Linked DNA regions of Drosophila melanogaster: region 1 is linked to region 2. Evidence: chromatin contacts called from public targeted proximity ligation data. All regions are on one chromosome and are shown on one strand. The core of a region is the stretch at or near the end of the contact, and the rest is flanking DNA. Distances in the headings are between cores, read along the strand shown.

Region 1 (3,835 bases), core at 454-2,953, 150 kb after region 2:
TTTTCTATGCTTTATTTATAGCTCGTAAATCAAAAAGTCTATAAAAATGTAAATGTCTATGCTACGAATTAAGCCAATTAGTTTGTGATGAAATCTAGAAAAGCAACATATTTAAATGTACAAAATATGAAAATGGTCCTCTTTACTTTGCTGAGTGTTATCATATTATTGCAATTTTAAATTATTATCATGGCTAGTGCTTATCAAACAATAACTTAACGTAATAAAGTGCAGGCATAGATTAAGAATTAGCTGCACTCTTTTTTTTCTCGGCAATATGTTCATAATTATTTATCTTGCTGTATTTTAATATATTTATACTTCTACGTGTGCTTTCGTAATACATAGATAACATAAATATAGTTATAACATAGACAATTTTGAGATGGACGACCTTTGCCCAGATCCAATTGGATGTCAATAGAACCTAACTAACTAAATGGCTATTCCTATGTGGTAGTAGCAACTACATCCTCACCTGGGAATGCTGATCAGGTAGCTGAGGAGACGCCGCAGATCCTCCGGCTTGAGGCGATCGCGACGGGGCGTGGCCGGGAAGCAGAGGAGCGGTCCGCCGCGCCGGTCCCGTCCGCCCGTGAGGAAGACGACCCGTTCCTGGAGGAGGGTCAGGAGATCCCTGGCCCGCTGGCCGTCCATGCCGTCGGCAGGGGAAGGGGGAGGGGTGGTTAAAGCGGCCGGGGGTTAATCACTGGAGGGGTTAAACTGGGGGGTCTCCGCCCGTTTTTTAATCCGACGATGGGCACTGCAGCATAACGAATTCCAGCCTCGAATTTCACTTGTTTTGGCTCTGTTATTAGTTATTATTATGAACCGCTGCTTTTGCTCATTGATTTTCGCAAATTTCTCGCTGGCATTTTCATGGTCACTCTTTTGCTGTTGTGTTTGTGTTGTTGCGGTTTTCGTGTGTTTGCCCGTGTGTGCGTGTGTGTGTGTGGGTGGAAAATGAGTGGGGAAGCAGAGATGCAGATTAGCAATGGGTATTTCACTTGGTTTTCTAAATGCTACACATAATTTGCACACAATTTGTGTAGTTTTCCTATTTTTAGATGCAAGGAGTGGAGTTTTTTTCTTCAGTCACCCTCGCACTTTCGTGCGTGTGGGAGTGAGAGGGAGATACAAACAGACGGGCAAACACACACACTCGCATGGGGGTGCATACATATGCGTATGTGTATGTGGCATGTGCACACATGTATACATATGTACTCCCGTTAAATGTCATAAATCACACGCAGCATAAAAACATCAAATAGAACTCGCGCAGGCAGGCACACAAGTTGAAACATTATTTGGAAATATACACACTCAACACAACATTCGCCACTGCGAACGGGCGAAAATCCGCTATGTTTTAATTGCCTCAATTTGAACACAAACTCCAGACGTATATATAGCCTGTATATACATATGTATATGCTATGTATATCTGTATCATCACATCATCCGCAAGCAGTTCTCTTGCGTCTTGGCTCTTCTTCTTGCCACTGCTTGTGCCACCAAATTGATTTTTTTCACTCGCGCTGCTTTTGTTTTTCACACGCTTTCCCACCGGTAAAATCACCCAAGTTACCGTTGCACGCAGTTCGCGACTTGACGCGGGCTAAGCTAAAATTTTCATTTTTCAAGAAACCGCGATTTTACGAACGGGCGCTCTCTGTTTTGTTTAAACAAATTGGATTTTGCGAAACGACAAGTGTGACCAGATGCCGAAACGGCTTACAAACTGAATTTTCAGCCTTTTTTAATCGAGCACACCGATTGCGTGCCTCGATAGGTGTTAATAATCGATAGTCATAAGGCATCGCAATTGAGTAGAGTTTTTCTTAAAAAAGTCTACATAGTTACGCTCATGATTATCTCAAAATGATACCTATGATTAAATATTAAATATTTTGACTTTTTTTAAATAATATGTAAAAATACCAACTATCTACGATAACAGGCATCGATTGTACTACTATCGATGCTCGCCTGCTAGCATAAGCTCGCTGATACAACACTGTCTGTTGTTCATTAGCTTCCGTTTCTGCCGAGTTTTACCAAATAAACCCGAATCAAATTAATATACCTGCAAACATTTTACGCAAAATCAAGAACTCGCTTCGCCAGCGCAAGAAGAAGCACCGCCCACGGCAGGCCACGCCCCCAGTGCGCCCCGATCCCAAGGACGCCGCCGCCAAAATGGAGAGCAACTTGAACAGGATCATTCGTGAATCGGCCAAACTGAAACTCTGCGGTCAGCTCAGCAAATACACCAATGTGATGAAGGGTGAGCAAACTTTCACCTTTGGAGCAGCACCTTCAAGCTCTCCATCCCATAGAATCCCCGCTAGAACCGCTTCCCTAATCGCAGCATCCACTTTGCAGGATGGCAGTACCGTTGGTTTACGGTGGACGCCAAGACAGGATCGCTGAGCTACTACCTGTGCGACTCGTCGACGGTGGGCGACGACATCGCGCCCTCGCCCCACGTCCTGGCCAGTGCTCCCAGGGGCCAGGTGCAGCTGGCCGGCGCAGTGGTGTACCCGAGTGACGAGGACTCTAGGACGTTCGCCATCGCCTGCGCCTCCGGCGATACGGTAAAGCTGAGGGCCAACGATGCCAGGGCCCGTCAGGAGTGGGTGGATGGCCTGCGGGCGGTGGTCGAGAGTCACATGAAGGCGATGGACATCAGCAACTCGTCGCCGCTTCCTCCGCGGGAATTGCTTGCCGCCTCCGATGCCATGGTTTCAGCGCGCCAAGCTCTGTTTCTCACGGAACAATGGTAACTGCACAGTGATTCGTAGCTAACGCCGCATTACCTCCTGCAATCTATAAATCTATCCCCAAACCCTTCCAGCAACGCTTCTCTGGCCAGGGCCATCGAGAGCATCGACTGCGCTTCCTTCTCGCCAACGGATCCCGATCTTCTTTTGCTCAAGGCGATCTCCACGGCCAGCACCCAGTGCCTGCACCAGTGCTTGGGATTACTGCAACGCCACCAGGAGATCAACCAGCCGGTGGCAGAGGCCGTGCCTCTTGTGCTTTGAGAGATGCATGCTGCAAGGATAGTCTCCAGTTTCCAGTTTCCACTAAGATATGCCCAATAAACACTAAGCCAAACCGCAATGCAAAATCAAGAATCAAGATTCAAGACAACGGTTTGGTAAGCAATGAGAAGACTTTCAGGTTGGGTTACTTTTCAATGTTTTTATAAAATACTTTTTGTTCGTTTCGGTTTTCCGTTTTTAAGTTTTTATGTTTTTTGTTTTCTTCGATTAATTAGAACATTCATTTCGACATTTAAAGTTAATTTGAACATAAAGTTTGCACTAAAGTTTATAGAAAATGTTGAGTTTTGGACGTGGACTTGGACGCTGATCCAGATCGTACAAAGATACACAATATCCAGGAGATTTAGCCGCTAACTCTTGCCACTGCTTATATTACATCCTATTCCGAAAGTAATTCGTTAAGTTTCGATACGTGTGGGAACATCAAAGTCTATTGGGGGAACTGGGATTACATAGATACTTATATATCGTGTGTGCTTATATACGGGCTATGGCTATGGTAGATGTTCTTGCGTATGCAAAAATAGTCATGTTTATCATTATCATCGTAATTAACTCTTGTCCGATTAATCAATTGTGTGCTTGCCAAACCAAACGTTGCCGAAAGTATGCCTAAATGCCTAAAAGGGGTTTAAACCAAATAAAGAGATACTCATATATGTACGTTCTCCGATACTCAATCGTATCGTAATGTCGCCAGACTTGCCAAATAAATCCTCGAGTCCTGCCGCGAATCCTTGGCCTCGCTCTCGACCGGATCG
Region 2 (4,085 bases), core at 1,473-3,972:
TGCTTCTCAGCCTCGGCCAAGGGATCCAATTTAGCCACACTCTGCATGCTCTTCTCGTACTTGGTTAGCGACAGCACCGAATTCCTGTAGTTGGCCAAGGACTTCTGGGACTGATATTGCGGCAGGTTCGTCACGGATCCCGAGTAGAAGATATCCTTGCGGGACATGGGTCGCACCATCCTGCCGCTGCTTCCAGTTTGACTGCCGCCCTGCCGTTGTGAAAGCGACAACTTCGAGGAGGCGAAGTCACCGCCTGCTCCTGCCTCCAAATCTCCGCGAGAAGTGGCCCTGATGGCGGCCAGCGAAGGCTGGAAGCGCTCCGAGGCGGAGGTTTTCCTAACTCGCGTGTTGAATGCCGGCACGGATCCGTTTTTGGGCAAACTCTGATGATCTCCGGCCAGGAAGGCGGGCTGCGATGCGTTCCGGGTCATGGCATCCTGCGAGTGGTACGGACTATTCTCCGACTCCGAGTTCCTGTGAGGACGGCGGCCGACGGCACCTGCGGCGGATCGAGCGGATAACTGGCCATTGCTGTCGCCATTTGGTGGAGATTGCGCGCCGTTCTGTCGATGAACATCCACCACTTTGGACTCCGTGATGGTGGGCAGGGTAGAGACGGGATGCAGACCTCCGCCGCCTGCCTGTTGGGCCAGCAGCTCCAGATTCAAGCTGGAATGCACACCGGGATCCGCATTGAGCGGCATCTTCAGTTTCCGCTCGATGGTTCCATCCGGTAACTGCACCATGAAGTGGGAGCCCGCAAAGGAACCCCTTTCCAGCTGCAGCTGCTTCTCCTCGTACATCCTTTGCATCAAGGGCTTCTGCTTCTTCTTTTTCGGGTAGGTCAGTGGCCGCATCATGGCTCCGAAGATGGCGCAGTTGAGGATCAGGCCAGCAAAGATGAGCAGGGCGTTTTTCCAGCCGTACTCCTCCAGGAGATAGGTGGCCAGCGGGGCAAAGGCGAAGGTGCCAAAGCCAGAGCCGCAGACCGCAATTCCTGTGGCCAGACTCCGCTTGGTTTCAAAGTAATAGCCCACGGCCACTACAGCAGGCAGATAAATCATGCCGAACCCGAATCCCCCCATGAAGCCATAGGTGGCCATCAGCATGCTCACGTTGGTACTGAACGTACTCAAGACGAAGGCTATGCAGGCGATTATGCTCCCGGCTATGCAGACGGCTCGGCATCCGTACTTGTTGGCCAGGGCGGAAACGATAGGTCCGGCGCTGAGGTAGACTCCTGACAGAAGACTGCCCACCCAGGCCACCGTACCCTTGCCCTCGTGGAAGTAGGCCACGAACTCCTCCAGGAAGATGCCGAACGTGTAGGCGATACCGTCCACGATCATGTTGCACATGAAGCTGGCGAAGCAGATGACCCAGCCGTATCCTCCGTCCGGCGGAGGCGGCAGTTCCCCGTACACGCTCTCCTCGTCGTCGTCATCCTCGTCGTTGTCCTGATTGTCCTCGTCCTCCGGACTCTGTTCCGCCGTCAGCCTGGCCGCCTCCTCGCAGGCCAGCTCACTGTCCGTCCGCTCGAATCTCCTCAGCCTGGCGGACGAGGCGGAGTTTCCACCCACGATTCCCGGATTTGAACTGTTTGTATCCACCATGTTGGCGGGACGAAGGGTTAGGGTTCCCGGGCACACACGCGGTTTTGGTGGAGTTGAAAAAGTGGGCTAGAAAGTGTGAAGTGCGAAGGGCGAAGAAGGAGGAGGAACGTCCGCTTGGCGTCGCTGCCCGCGTGTGAATGCCAAATGCGAAGGAGAGAGCCCAAGTTTATCTCTTCACTCTCGCTCTTTGCAAGCTCGCTCTTCGCTGCTCTCCCACTGCAGTTGGCTTTTGTGTGAGTGTGTGTCAATTGTTATTGAGTTTTTGTTTTCGTTTAGTTTGATAAATTCATAAATTCACTAGCGATAAAAGGCGTGGGCTGCCTGTATTTAAGCAAATATTAGACGAGTGCTGCCTTTGGCCTGGTTTATTAATATTTTAGCTCCAGTTGAACAGTTTGACTTTATTTTGTGCTGGTTTCAACTTAACCGTTACTATTTTCCTTGCGGTTTTTGTGCTTTATTTTCGCTTATTTCCGCTTTGTTTGTGTATTTTTAACTTGCACTTGCAGCTGCAGCTGAGGTCACTAGAAAATGTTTGTTTTCCTTAAATTTGCCCGATTTTCGCTGGTTCTTTGCTTTGATTTTTCTTTGACTTTGATTTTGCGTTTCTGTGATTTCCTCAGCTTTTTTGGGGGTGCTGTACGTACGTACGTACGTGTGTACGTCGTAATTTGCGAATGCAATTGTATAATTTTTCGATTTTCAGCTTTGAAATTCGATTGGAGAGCGTGACAGAGTGTCTGAGTTGGTATGGGGTGGGGAGGTGAGGTGGAAAGGAGGAGGAAGAAGAGCGGAGTGTGATCGATAAAAAGCGCACACCACGCACACACTCGGCGGCACACACACACTACTCGATAACTTTTAGCTGCAGTTGCATTTGGGCGACATTTTCATTTGCTTTTTGCGAATCTGGCGAAAAATAACAATCTCCGATTCCGATTTTGAATTCCCCGAGTTTTGTTCTGAACTGCTGCGCCGTCCGCTGCGAAATGAAAATGAAAATTCCTCGTAACGGCAGCAAATAGCGACTGTTATACGATATACAAAGACAAATTCTAAGTTTCTGTAAAAACACTCGCCCTCTCTCCTTCGCTCTGTCGCCCGTTTTGTTGCATTTGAAGTTCAAGCTCACAGAGCGCAAGCTCCACTCGCGCTCTCTCGTCCCCAAAAAACAGCTGATTGAAACAAAAACAAATAGCCGCGAGAGCGGGAGAGTGGCAGTGATAGGGAGAGCCAAGACAAACAACCCCTCTTTGTTTGCCCAAGGGTTGTCTTTTTGTCTTTCTCCCTTCTTTTTATCATCTTTGCTTTTCTTTGATTTGAATTTGAAAAGGTAAAGCCTGAAAAACCGGTAACCGCCTTTTGCCACATGGCCACAGCAATTGTTCAAACTGTTATACTGCACAACGTTCCTAAACCAAAGAGCGCAGAAACTGTTGCTCTTTACTGCCGATTTAGGTTAAAGGTTAACTTTTACTTTTCAGAAGCTACGCAAAATTTTGCAGGACATCTTACACGGAAATTACATTTTCTTAAAGACACTTTTAAAGATTTTGAACATACGGATGTTTTTCCTACTCTTGTAGCGAATGTGTAACAAATGCACTGCTAAATGCTTTTTCAAAATATCAAGGCAAATCACTTCCATAGAGTAGATATTTATATTTTATATTTTATATTTATATTTTATATTTTTAATTATTTTTAATAATAACAGTGCAACTCCCAAACTGTAAGTTTCATTTAGGGAAGTTCTACTGTCATTCTAAGTGCGTGTTCGGGCGAAAGTGTTACTTTTGTCTGCCGCCTTTTAGGCGCCGACCATTGTATAATCCGCGCATTATCTTTACAGTTGGCTCGCCTAAATAATAAAATGCATTCGACACGCAGCTGATAAGAAGGCCTTTTGAGATATTTCTAGTTATTTTGTTTATCAACTTTTTCGTCTGTTGCCAGGTCGTAAAATCGTAAAAATGTGCTTTTTGTCTTCTGGTTGTTTATAACAGTTTTTCGGCTTGGTTAGCACTTTTTCGTCGTATTTGTTGCGGTGAGGCGTCGTAAGAGAATTCTTTCGTTCTCTTTGGCTCTCTCTTTCCTTCGGGGGGATGTGAGCAGTTCTTCTTCTTCTTGGGTGGTTGGTCAATGTCATTCATAAAAATTCCATGTCAAACACACGCTCACATGGAAGGAAAATGAAACCCCTCCGATATTGTGGGTCAACGCCAGAGGGCGCCACTTTGGCTCTTCCCACGATTCTTTCATGTTATTTTTTGTGTTCCGATTCGCTAACTCGATTTGCTGCTCTGTTATTAACGCATTACGTGGGGCCTCAAATGGCCAACGCCTCCAATCTTGGCTAGCAATCTGCGTGTGCCTACAAATCACACTTAACCTAACTGAAATTTAATCCGAAACAGCGGTAATCGCAGCAAAACTGTTATACCGCAATGTGTGCGTTTAGAATTCCTCTTA

Evidence for each region.
Region 1: a contact with region 2 is called in a targeted proximity ligation map of the S2 cell line, with 4 times the contacts expected there. A contact is called at or near these places in 12 of 107 Hi-C or Micro-C datasets (the D17-c3 cell line, the Kc167 cell line, the OSC cell line and 4 more) and 3 of 7 datasets of targeted methods (the Kc167 cell line and the S2 cell line).

Annotation. Positions count from the first base shown.
Region 1 is chr3L:1,033,172-1,037,006 of dm6, forward strand. It overlaps trio (trio,), which reads right to left and starts at 1,704. Exons shown (of 17, transcript NM_167847.2): 1 at 1,327-1,704; 2 at 479-894. The coding sequence starts at 657. It overlaps CG9205, which reads left to right and starts at 1,526. Exons shown (of 4, transcript NM_138231.2): 1 at 1,526-1,714; 2 at 2,039-2,290; 3 at 2,389-2,785; 4 at 2,861-3,127. The coding sequence starts at 2,203. The coding sequence ends at 3,050. bab1 (bric a brac 1) reads right to left here. Exons shown (of 4, transcript NM_167852.2): 4 at 3,198-3,835.
Region 2 is chr3L:879,291-883,375 of dm6, forward strand. CG13907 reads right to left here and starts at 2,723. Exons shown (of 1, transcript NM_138225.3): 1 at 1-2,723. The coding sequence starts at 1,613. The region is part of intron 4 of Usp10 (Ubiquitin specific protease 10); the gene reads left to right.